Regions from separate parts of the Mus musculus genome. Here regions 1, 2 and 3 are each linked to region 4. A link is a contact called in public promoter capture Hi-C data. All regions are on one chromosome and are shown on one strand. The core of a region is the stretch at or near the end of the contact, and the rest is flanking DNA. Distances in the headings are between cores, read along the strand shown. Region 1 holds the start of Pmpca (peptidase (mitochondrial processing) alpha). Region 2 holds the start of Surf1 (surfeit gene 1). Region 3 holds the start of Snhg7 (small nucleolar RNA host gene 7). Region 4 holds the start of Cfap77 (cilia and flagella associated protein 77).

Region 1 (3,016 bases), core at 326-2,825, 2.7 Mb before region 4:
TGCCAAAGAGGTTAGAGAATATGCAGGCTCTCACCCTTTGGCCTCCTTGAGACAACCCTTGCCACTTTAAAAGAAACAAAAAATGCTGTGCCAAACAAAGGTCAAGTCCAGGGGTCCACCCACATTCAGGTAACTGATCTACCTCTGAGTCATATGCCCAGTTCCCCAGTAAAGCCTGTAGGTTGCTGAGGCTGACTTCACTCCACCCCCCTACACATACTACCCCCTGTGCGCACACACAAACACACAACACAGTGGGCTGAAGGCTACTGTAGGCGATTCAAAGCTGCTGAGATGCCACAGTGCATCTCAGGAACTGCTCTATGCCATCCCTTCCTCTGACCTTCTCTCCAACTACCCTAGTTGACCAGCCTCTACCTCCACACCTATCAGACTCAGTTGCTTATGTGGGTCTCATAACACCTACATCTTATGTCGCTTTTTTCTTTTTCTTGGTTTTTCAAGACAGGGTTTCTCTGTGTAGCCCTGGCTGTCCTGGAACTCACTCTGTAGACCAGGCTGACCTCGAACTCAGAAATCCGCCTACCTCTGCCTCCCAAGTGCTGGGATTAAAGGCGTGCGCCACCACTGCCCGGCTCCACTGCTCTTTTGGGCTCCAGGTATATACCCCTTAAACCCTGTCATCCTGAAAGCCCATGGCCAGACCCCTGCCAGGCACTGAGTCTAAGAGGGAAAGAAGACCCACTGAGCTACTCTACCTCCAAAGCGCGTCTCAGGGGCTCCCGAAGGACCTTGGTTAGTACATTTCCCCTTTCCATAGCCAAAACCTGCAAAAAGACATGGTCAGCTCACCGTGATCACAGCAAGCCTTATGACTGCAGCGTTTGTCCAGGGAGGTGAAGACCGCAGACGCCTGACTCCCACTGAGTCTGGGACTAGAAAGCTGTCTTCTGAGGCTGGATGCGGTAAACTACACATCCCTGCGCGCTCTAAGAGCAGCTGCAGGTGGAACGCAGACCCGCTAGGTCCAGCCCCTGGCCTTGCCCAAGCCGGTGGGCTTAAGTGGCCTCCGAGCTCCACCAGGCACTACCTTCCTGCCTTGAGGCGGGCGGGCGGGCTGTGGGGAGGGCTCCCCGCGCTGCCCAGCTCCGCACTGTGGCCGGCGCCCCGACCGACTCTCACCTGTGTCTCCTACCGAAGCCAGCACCGGGCTGGGCACATAGCACATAAACGTCGGCCGAAAGCCGAAGAGATGGGGGTGCAGGTCCCCGCCATGGGGGCGCTCACAGTCTAGCTGGGGGAGACAAGACCGGCGCTCATAGAACGCAGGAGCTGTAAGCGACAACGAGAGCGGCTTCACCGCGGGCCGCCGCCGCCCGCGCCCCCCGGCCCTGCCCCAGCCGCGCGCCGCTCACCGTCGGGAACCACAAGGCTCCGCGTCCGCGATAGAGGGGGCGCGCCCTGCCGCCGCGCGTAGCCCGACATCGCCGCGCCCTAACCCGGCCGCGGCCCCATGGCCCGCAAGGCAGTCGCCGGCCCCTGCCTCATCCGGCTCGGCGGGCCGGAAGCCAGCGCCGAACGCCGCGGGGCGGGGTCGGAAGCGGAAGTGACCGCAGAAGCGCGGCGGCGCGATGGCGACGGCAGTGTGGGCGGCTGCGCGGCTGCTTCGGGGATCTGCGGTGCTGTGCGCGCGGCCCAGGTGAGCCGAGGCCTGTCTCGGTGCGAGGAAGGGAGGACTCGGGGGAGTTGGTACCGGGGGGAACTGGAAGAGAAGAATGGGCCTCTGGATCAGAGCACAGGCGCCTTGGGCCTGGAGAAGGAGCTGGGGACTGGAACCTGGTTGGGAGTGGTCGGCAGAGTCCCTCGGCTGGAGCCTTTAGACCAAAGCGAAGCCCTGAGGGGCCGGGCTTGCCCAGGCCCATATGCACAGGAACTCGTTTCTCACGCAGCCTGCTGATCAGAGTGGACAGTGAAGCCCCAAAGACCGGGGTCGAAGAGATGGCTCAGTAGTTAGGCCTACTGACTGCTTCCCCTGGGTTTGGCTACCAGCGCCCATTTGGTGGCTCACAACCATCTATCTATAACTCCACTATCCAGGGGATCCAAAGCCCTCTTCTGACCTCCATGGACAACGGGCATGCCTGTGATGAACATACATCCGTGACATAAAATAAGACTAAATATTTTGCTGCTCTGCTGTAGGTTTGGATCTCCTGCACACAGACGGTTCAGCAGTGGTGCCACCTACCCCAACATCCCCCTCTCTTCTCCCTTGCCTGGAGTACCCAAGCCTATTTTTGCAACAGTTGATGGACAGGAAAAGTTTGAAACCAAAGTTACCACTCTGGACAATGGGCTTCGTGTGGCATCTCAAAATAAGTTTGGACAATTCTGTACCGTAGGAAGTAAGTTCTATTGGCCATTGTTTTGAAAACTTTCTGTTGATTAAATGTTTTGAATATTTGGCTTAACCTGTCCATTTTCTTTTTATTACCAGTTCTTATTAATTCAGGATCACGATATGAAGCGAAATATCTTAGTGGAATAGCTCATTTTTTGGAAAAATTGGCATTTTCGGTCAGTGTCTAATTTGTAATTTTTATAAGTTTTCAGTTTTCCTTTTTAAGAACTTGTATTAGTTAAGGATCTGAATATGAAGTTGGTGCTCACAAAAGACTTCTGACATGATTTTGTGTGTTTGAAAGCAAATGTACACTTAATGGATTTTGGGTTATTTACTTAAGCTTAATTATTTTTATAGTCCACTGCTCGATTTGACAGCAAAGACGAAATCCTGCTTACGCTGGAAAAACATGGTGGTATCTGTGACTGCCAGACCTCAAGGTATTTCATGTCCATCTGTCCTCCTCATCATGTCCTCCTCATCCTTGGTCAGAGTCTCTTAGAGTCTCTCTGAAAATCCACAGCATGCCTGATGTTGGGGACAGAAAGCATTCCATACTAGTTTCTTCTCTGACATCCTTTGACCTTTAATTGTCCAGGCCTTTACCTGGGAAGAATGCTAAGCTAAACAGGCAGGCTGCTGCTGGCTATC
Region 2 (2,798 bases), core at 128-2,627, 2.1 Mb before region 4:
CAAGAGGGCAATACAATAAACTTTAAAGACCACCACCCACCAGGGCCACAATGAACTGTCACCACTTTGGAGGATCCCTTGAGACCTGAAAAGGGAAATCTGACACCGAAAATAAATCTTTTCTATTTATGTTCTGTGTCCAATTTCATAAAGGCAGTCAGCAGGCAGTTTATCGGGAAACAGGGTTCTCGCCAAAGGACAGCAAATTACACCAAACAGAAGCAAGGGCCCCACTGCCGCCCTGTAAGTGGAATGAATAAAGTGGGCAGCCACACTCACTCTGCTGGTAGAGGGATGGGCTCAGCCATGACTCGAGACTCTAATTCTGCAATAAGTTTCAGCTTCCATTTCCGACGTTGGACCTATAGAAACAGCATGAGCTAAGCTAAGGTATCAGTGGAGTCCGAGCCTCGGAGCCACCCAAATTCGACCCCCATCTTCACCTGCCAAGTCCCCAGGCCAAAAGCAGTAGCAGGGATTAAAAGCAGGAACCACTGGAGAAAAGAATCGTCCTCTGCTTTAGCGGCGGCTGTTTCAGCAGTAGAACTGCAACACCTGCGTGGCCTACAGACCATCCCTGGAGGAAGTTTTACAACACTGGCATGGGGTCAGAAGCCCTAGAACAAACAGAACTGGATGGCCAATTCCTCGAGAGGCCCGATTATACCCCAGAGAATGTATGGCAAAGGTGGCAATTAACAGCACATGTGCCCAACCCTCTCCCAGTACAATACACGCAGTAAACCACTGTGGGCTGAAAAGAAAGGTGCATCAACCGCACCCAGGTCTGAGCCCTTCTCACCTGAGCGGACAGAAAACCCAAAGACGCTCCTCCTGACAGCGCAGAACTGGGCCTGCGGGGACCAGACAGGCCGAGGGGCTAAATCCAGGGAACCCCACGCCTGCCAAGTGCAAGCACCTGACACGGTCCAACCCAGCCCCACACAACTTCGAGCTAAGTCTTCTTGGGCAGGGTCCTCCCTGGCACCGCTCCACCCAGGGCTAAGTTCTCTTGGGCAGGGTCCTCCTCGGCCCCACTCCACTCCGGGCCCGGCCCTCCAGATCCCTCTTCTTGAGCAGGATCCTCTCTGAACCCCCGCTTACCCGTCCCGCGTAGGCCCATTGCGACCACCGCGTCATCCGTCGCGGCAGCACAGCCAAAGCCATCACAGCAGCCATCTTTGAGCACTTCCGGGACCGAGAAATCTGCTTCCTTCCGGGACGGCGCTCTGTCTCACGTGGTGGCTGCGGCGTCAGATGGGCATCTCCGATCATGGACGAACCACCCTCTGATGTGCTTGCATTCTTGCGCCAGCACCCCAGCTTGAGACTACTGCCCAACACCCGCAAGGTCGGAAGAGAACCGTGACCGGAAGAGTAGGGCCAGGAAGGAACGGGATCTGGGAGGAGCGGAACCTCGGAGGACCGACAGTGGCCAGAAAGGAGGGGGACCCGGGAGTATTGTGCCTGGAAAGCGTGGGACCTGGGAGGACAGTGCAGGGAAGGGGCGGAGCTGGCAAGAACCACCTTCTGACCAGATGCTCATCCGCAGGTTCGCTGCTCCCTAACTGGCCATGAGCTGCCCTGCCGTCTGCCCGAGCTCCAGGAATACACCCGCGGCAAGAAGTACCAACGGCTGTCAAGTTCCTTCTCTAACTTCGATTACGCAGCTTTCGAGCCACACATTGTGCCCAGCACAAAGAATCGGTACGTAGTTTGGCCGGCCAGCGCCTAGGAGCAGAGCCTGTGCCCCCTGTTCTGAGCTTGTAGGAGCCTCCCACTGTGACACTTATCAGGACAGTGCTTGTGGCCCTTGCATGTAGTTCCCTGAAGCCAGGCTGGGCAGTGCCAGTTTCACTGTTTGGGGATCCTGTCTATGGTTGTGTGGTTGATATATCCTCATATAGCACTCCCTGAGCTGTCTGACCGCCAAGCATGCAGTGTGAAACTGCAATTTCTTGGGTAACAATCTGGGTCCTTGATCCCAGATACTGAGTGGAATTGTTTGTAAGCCTGTGTAGCTGGGTTGGCCTGGAACTCACTATGTAGGCCAGACTGACCTTAAAGCCTGCCTCTGACTCTGCCCCTCTGCCTCTGCCACCTGAGTGCTGGAATTAAAGTCCACCATGCCTTTTTCAAAATCCAGACACTGAGACTAAATGCAGAGCATCCCAGCAGATGGATCATTTGTTTGCAGCATGCAGCCATGGTGGAGCCCACAAGACTGGGCCCTTGGTGTGCACTGCCCCTCCATACCCACCTGTTTGCCTTTTAGGCACCAACTGTTCTGCAAACTCACCCTGAGGCACATCAATAAGTCCCCAGAACACGTGCTGAGGCACACCCAGGGCCGGAGGTATCAGAGAGCACTTCATCAATGTAAGTCACCCCCCAGAAGCTCAGGCCTTTGGATGCATGCTCCCTGCCCCCAAAAAGCCAGAAAGGTGCCTTGGCCATCACTGATCCTTTATTGATGCACTTGCCTGATCTTGCACAGTGAGAAGGCAAAGCCAGAAGTAGGTGGGAAGGAGTGCGGTGGAGGTCTGATATTCCATAGCAGGGACAATCCTAGGGTAGCTCCCAGGCTGAGGCTGCAGTATTCTAGTTATAGGACAGGTCCATAGTCATCTGATACTGCAGGAGAGCCTTGAAGACTGTTCTCAGGAGCAGGATTGGTGCAAACAGTCCTGCAGGCTCCAGAGGGTGAGGGGTCTTGCAGCTAAGGGGTTGGTGGCTTGAGCAGGAAAGGGGACTTGCAGACAGCCTCCAGTATTGTTGGGTATAGCCAGGGGTGGGAA
Region 3 (2,848 bases), core at 162-2,661, 2.4 Mb before region 4:
GACTTCCTTTGGCAACAAGCAGCAGTGTAAGTGTGTGCGGAATAACCCCTTTCCTCCCCAACTTGCTCTTTGGTAATGGTGTTTCATAGCAATAAAACCCCTGACTAAGACAGATACATCCTTGCTTCCACCCACTGTTGTTTTTGAGACAGTCTCTTGACCCAAGCTGGTGGATAAGAGAAACATGTGCCACAACGCTGTGTCCCAGGACCTGGTTTCATGATTTCCAACAGATCAATTTCTCTGTAAACTTCCTCTTTACACACCAGCCCCTCTATTTGGTTTATGCAGAGCCATCAAATGACCTAAGCCAGTCAAAAACTAGGAGGGACAATCCCACCTCCAGCTTTCAGGAGTGTTGTCAGGCTACAAATCATTCAGACGTTCACAGGGCAGAACACTGAGCGTAGACATAGCCTCTTTTCTCTCTGCCACCTACTGACGCACATGTGACACAGCAGCCACACCTGCAACGCCTCTAGGAGCAGGGTGTCGATGAAGCAAGTGCTGGGTGCCACACCGTGACTGTTAATGCGAATCTTAGTAACTTTGAGTCAACTCACCTAATAGCCCAACTCACCTAATAGCCCAACTCACCTAATAGCCCAACAGGCGCTTTCTTTCTGGCAGGCAAGCTTCCTAGGGAAAGGAAAGGAAGAAAGCATTCTGCACACACCCTATCAGGATCACTTTGGGGGACTGCACTAGACTTGTATTTTATTCCTATTCCAATGGGTCCACATGGCTTGTCCTTGCTAAGGCTTTTTTTTTTTTTTTTTTTTTTGGTTTGGTTTTTCGAGACAGGGTTTCTCTGTATAGCCTTGGCTGTCCTGGAACTCACTTTGTAGACCAGGCTGGCCTCGAACTCAGAAATCCGCCTGTCTCTGCCTCCCGAGTGCTGGGATTAAAGGCGTGCGCCACCACGCCCGGCTAGGCTTTTTACAAATAAAACCCCTTTTTCTTTCTCTCCAACTCAGCGGCATTACACTAGACAGAGTACTGTCTCACATCTGAGTTATCTCAAGTTGGTATTCAGCATGCAGCAAATATAGACAGAGTCTTTCCCTGGTGCTCCTTAGCCCTACGAAAGGGAGACCGGTCTGGAGCCCCAACCAGGGGCTTCTGCGTTGTACTAGTCCAGACAGGAGCCTCGGCTTTCCTTCTCGGGACTTCTGGGGGCAGTCCACCCGGCCCTCGGGCACATCGTGAACGCCCTTCCCCTTACCACGCGGTTAGCCTGCTGCACATATTAGGGCGACTAAACTCTCAGAAGGAAAGCACGGTACATCTTCGTTACGATCGTCAGGAGACGCAGTCTTCCCGGTAGCCGGCCAAGGGTATATAGGGTCATCCGCGGCGTCCCAACGGTAACAATGGCGATACAAACATAGAGCCGCCATGGCTGCCGAGAGGCCGAGCATCTCCACGCCACGTCCTTTATAGTACTGACTACGGCAGCCCGCGAGGGACTTTCACTGTCCTCCGAGTGCCGCGCCCTCTAGTGGCTCCTTCGCTCCTCGCCGGCGCTTCTCATAGCCCAGTCGGTTAGAGGCTCATGGGACTCTGTACTGCTTGATCCTAGATCCTGCCTTTCCAAGCAGAACTCAGAGACTTATTTCGAGTGTTACCAAGCTCACAGGACTTTTCAAACGACCCATGAAGTCCTGCGCCTTCTTACGAAACTCCTCGTTTTTGGTGGGGGCAGCCTTGCTCTCCCTGTTCTTAGTGATACTAAAGCTTCCACGCAAAGAGGAAAGGCCAGCTCTGACGAACCAGAATTTAGGAGGCAAGGAGGTGACCAGTTGTTTCCTCTTTTACAAGGACGCTTTGGGGATGAGTCAGGAGGGAGCTCCAGGGAGTTCATGGATTCCAGATGTTTCTAACTAGCCCCGCCTGTGGGGTTGTCTGTGGATCTGAGGCACACAGCAGCTTTTAGAAGGTTGGCTGTCCTCTGCTTCAGGACAGTGCTGGAAGACAAATAATACACTCTGACTACTTGCTGTGTTGTGTCCCGCACAAGTACAGATTTGTCTTTTAAGTCCTGAAACTGATGAGGGCTCCCAGGTGATGGGGTGAATTGTGGGCCTGGGGACACACCATTGAGCACTCTTCTTTTACTGGTGGGCCAGCCCAGCCACACTTGTTAATAGTCCCAAGTTCTTGAACCCTTATATTGCCTGCCTGTCTGCCTTCCCACCTCCCTCTCTCCCTTCCTCCTTCCTGTTTTTTGATACGATGTCTCATATAGCCTAGGCTTCAAACTTGCTATGTAGTTGAAGATAAGTTGAACTTCTGATCCTCCTGCCCCTAACTTCTAACAACTAGATTTTGAGGGGTGAACTGTTATGCGTGGCCCAAAGCCTTGAAACTGGAGTTACAGATGGTTTTGAGTCGTCATGTGGATGCTAGAAATCAAACCTGGTTCACTAAGGAGCGGGCTCTTATCTTAGCCTCACGACTTGTTACCAGTCACTTTTTGTCTTAGTGATCTGTCTTAATTTCCTTTTCTGTAGCTGTGATAAAATACCAAGACAGAAGCAGGTTAAGCAGAAAGTGTTTGGGCTGCAGTTTGAGGTTGCAGTTTAGCATGACAGGGAAGTAACAGCAGTAGGCTTGAAGCAACTGGCCCACATGGCAGGTCAAGGATTAGAGAGTGATGAATGCTGGTCCTCAGATAACCCCTTCTATACTCCAGGATCCGAGCTAGGCCAGAGAATGGTGCCACACAGAAGGAGTTGGTCTTTCCATCTCAATTAACCTAATCAAGATAAGCCCTCCCGTACACCCAGAGGTTCACCTCATGGGTGATTTTAGATCTTATCAAATTGCAAATTGAGATGAACAGTCC
Region 4 (3,069 bases), core at 433-2,932:
AAGTGCATGCAGTTATATATGTGCCACCTGGAGTGAACGTTACACAAGAATTCACTGTGGAAGTGACTCTATAATGCCCTTCCTCTCATATAAGGAGCTGCACACTAGTGACACCTGATTAAAGCAATGTTGGACTTGATGCACCAGGGCAGGGAGATACGGAGGGGGGACTGCCCTCTCAGAGGGGAGGGGAAGAGAGAGGAACTCTTCGAGGGAGGACAGGGGTCGGGAGAGGGCAGCATTTGGGAGATAGATAGATAGATAGATAGATAGATAAAAGCACTGTTGGAATTTTATCAGGACACCCATTGATAGGCACTGATAGGCCTTGATTTCCTCCTTGGCCTAAGGCAGTGAATTCCAACTCTCTGTCCCAGGTACCTGCTAAGATCAGGAATCCAAGAAGTAAGCAAAACTTGTTCCACTGTGGAAACATCTCAGAGGGGCCAGTGCTAAGGATGCTGCTTCATGGGTTCCCTGTATCTAGCTTCTGTCCTCCTGGGAGCATTAATTAGCCCAGAAAGGTCTAACAATATAGGTCTGCCTATAGTCAAAGAACCCATCAGCATGCCCATACCTCTATGGAACCTGGAAACCGAGGTCAATTTTTAGAAGCACACTGCCCTCTAGCGGCACAAGATAAATTTGCGCCACTAAACTTCAACTTTACTTTTTCGGTCTCCCGGCGCCTAAAGAGGCAGAGCCACGGCCACGTGTAGGTTTTTTTTGGGTTTTGTTTTTGTTTTTGTTTTTCGAGACAGGGTTTTTCTATAGCCCTGGCTGTCCTGGAGCTCACTTTGTAGACCAGGCTGGTATCGAACTCAAAAATCCGCCTGCCTCTGCCTCCCAAGTGCTGGGATTAAAGGCGTGCCCCACCACGCCCGGCCCAAGTGTAGTTTTTAGCCAGACAGGAAAACAGACAAAAGTGCGGAGGACCAGCACCGAAAGGGAAAGTGATCTGTCTATAAACGCTGCTCCCACGCAAGTGCCAGCCACGCCTCCTAGAGGGCTTTGAATCTCACACCCCCAGCACACTTAAGATGGTGTTGTGATACTTTCCCGACAGTCAGTCCCAGAGCACCTGCTGCATAGTAGACCAGAGGTGCTGGGGAAGATGGATCTTGGGTGGCAAGGGCATGGATGGGTGCCTGAGACCTGTCTGTCACCCTGTGGGTACGAGCCCGGTAGAGATTGCCCTATCCATAGTCTTTCCCAGTAGTGGGGAAAGACCCCGCTAACGTGTGCCACTTGAGGACACTGAGGTTCCTGGACTGGCTACGACTGCAGAGGGTCCAGGAGGCCTGTTTCACCCAGAGCAAGTTTCCTACACTGCGCCCAAACCCTGGGCCCCGGGTCCCGAGAGTTCAGCAGCTGGAACCCATCGGCGGCGTCGGTGCCCGCGGAGGGGATGATCGTGCCCAGGCGCTCACCTTGACGATGAGCGGGTTCTGAAACATGGAGTCACGCACGACCCCCAGCCTTTCGTTCTCCATGCCCGTACGGATGTCGACCACCGTCAGCGGCCGTCGGGGCGGCGGGCAGATCTGGCTGACCGTGCGATGCACGGGCTGCTTCTTCTTTTTCCATGCCGTGAGGTCTTTCCCGGGTTTCGCCGGATCAGGCATCCCAGGGGCCTCCGGGATTAGACCTTGGCTGCAAAGCCCACAGAGTTCTGCGCTGTCTGAGGACTCCAGCCCCGAGCGAGCGCGCGCTCCGGGCTGCACCACGGGGACCCTGGGGTGCACCTCGCGGCAAGGCAGGCTCCGGAGCAGAGCGCGCCCACCTGCGGAGCCTCTGTCCAAAGCTTAAACCCCGCCAGTTCTTCGGAGTGATTTGGGCACCTCGCAGCAGACTGAGAGAGGGAAGAGTGTCTACACTACCCCTTTCGGAAAAATGGAACGTCCCGTCTCCTTGGTGACAAGACGCCAACAGCTCAAGAGCTTCCGGTTTTCTTTCTAGAAATTCTTAGCAACCACAGAGACCTTTTAGACCTGTCTCAAATCAACATAGAAAAACCCAAGAATCAAATCTAGGTTGTGTTAAAAGAGAAGAGGTTTTAGAGGATCACTTATCCTTGGCTTCCACCCTCTAACTACCCTACTCTAGTTACAGTTCCCTCCCAAGGGAATCTTTTCTTCTTCTTCTTCTTCTTCTTCCTTCTTCTTCTTCTTCTTCTTCTTCTTCTTCTTCTTCTTCTTCTTCTTCTTCTTCTTCTTCTTCTTCCTTCTTCTTCTTCTTCTTCTTCTTCTTCTTCTTCTTCTTCTCCTCCTCCTCCTCCTCCTCCTCCTCCTTCTCCTTCTTCTTCTTTTCTTCTTCTTTTCTCCTTTTCTTCTTCTTTTCTTCTTTTCTTCTTCTTTTCTCCTTCTTTTCTTCTTCTTTTCTCCTTTTTTCTTCTTCTCTTCTTTTCTCCTTCTTTTCTTCTTCTTCTCTTCTTCTTTTCTTCTTCTTTTCTCCTTCTTTTCTTCTCTTCTTCTTTTCTCCTTCTTTTCTTCTTCTCTTCTTCTTCTCTTCCTCCTCCTCCTCCTCTTCTTTCTCCTCCTCCTTCTCCTCCTCCTTCTTCTTCCTTCCTTTCTTCTTCTTCTTTTCTCCTTCTTTTCTTCTTCTCTTCTTCTTCTCTTCCTCCTCCTCCTCCTCTTCTTTCTCCTCCTCCTTCTCCTCCTCCTTCTTCTTCCTTCCTTTCTTCTTCTTCTTCTTCTTCTTCTTCTTCTTCTTCTTCTTCCTCCTCCTCCTTCTTCCTTCTTCCTTCTTCTTCTTCTTCTTCTTCTTCTTCTTCTTCTTCTTCTCTCTCTCTCTCTCTCTCTCTCTCTCTCTCTCTCTGGGATATGGTACTAACACAGTCGTACTGCAATAGAAATATGCATTCTTAGGCTTGAGGTCAATGCTAATTCAGTGGGTGGTCCCAAGCCAGTTTCCCTGTTGGACACTTCCTCCCACCTCGAAAGAAAAAAAAAATATGGATTAGATCAATAGTGTCTGACTCTGGAATCAAATGGAGGGAAACTGAAAAAGATCATCAGGTTTGGTTCACTGAGTAAGAATATCTGAAAATAAGGCCGGGGAGATGGCTCG

What was found. Promoter capture Hi-C pulls out the DNA fragments that hold promoters and counts their contacts. Capture Hi-C pulls out chosen DNA fragments and counts their contacts.
Region 1: a contact with region 4 is called in a promoter capture Hi-C map of erythroid cells, with 23 times the contacts expected there. The contact joins the promoter of Pmpca here to the promoter of Cfap77 in region 4. A contact is called at or near these places in 2 of 39 promoter capture datasets (erythroid cells and pre-B cells).
Region 2: a contact with region 4 is called in a promoter capture Hi-C map of adipose tissue, with 2.5 times the contacts expected there. The contact joins the promoter of Surf1 here to the promoter of Cfap77 in region 4. A contact is called at or near these places in 4 of 39 promoter capture datasets (embryonic stem cells, erythroid cells, liver and 1 more) and 2 of 9 other capture datasets (adipose tissue and liver).
Region 3: a promoter capture Hi-C map of liver shows a contact between it and region 4, with 4 times the contacts expected there. The contact joins the promoter of Snhg7 here to the promoter of Cfap77 in region 4. A contact is called at or near these places in 1 of 39 promoter capture datasets (liver) and 1 of 115 datasets of contacts at active chromatin or transcription factors (astrocytes).

The regions. Positions count from the first base shown.
Region 1 is chr2:26,387,773-26,390,788 of GRCm38.p6, forward strand. Pmpca (peptidase (mitochondrial processing) alpha) reads left to right here and starts at 1,576. Exons shown (of 13, transcript NM_173180.3): 1 at 1,576-1,660; 2 at 2,164-2,366; 3 at 2,459-2,538; 4 at 2,723-2,805. The coding sequence starts at 1,593. It overlaps Entr1 (endosome associated trafficking regulator 1), which reads right to left and starts at 1,544. Exons shown (of 10, transcript NM_026563.3): 1 at 1,377-1,544; 2 at 1,144-1,293; 3 at 720-788. The coding sequence starts at 1,446.
Region 2 is chr2:26,915,153-26,917,950 of GRCm38.p6, forward strand. Surf1 (surfeit gene 1) reads right to left here and starts at 1,378. Exons shown (of 9, transcript NM_013677.2): 1 at 1,105-1,378; 2 at 803-854; 3 at 444-577; 4 at 280-362. The coding sequence starts at 1,179. Surf2 (surfeit gene 2) reads left to right here and starts at 1,256. Exons shown (of 6, transcript NM_013678.3): 1 at 1,256-1,351; 2 at 1,553-1,707; 3 at 2,276-2,379. The coding sequence starts at 1,274.
Region 3 is chr2:26,638,833-26,641,680 of GRCm38.p6, forward strand. Snhg7 (small nucleolar RNA host gene 7) reads right to left here and starts at 1,412. Exons shown (of 4, transcript NR_024068.2): 1 at 1,226-1,412; 2 at 598-639. Snora17 (small nucleolar RNA, H/ACA box 17) reads right to left here and starts at 489; the gene lies at 358-489.
Region 4 is chr2:29,053,384-29,056,452 of GRCm38.p6, forward strand. It overlaps Cfap77 (cilia and flagella associated protein 77), which reads right to left and starts at 1,683. Exons shown (of 6, transcript NM_001166705.1): 1 at 1,431-1,683. The coding sequence starts at 1,625.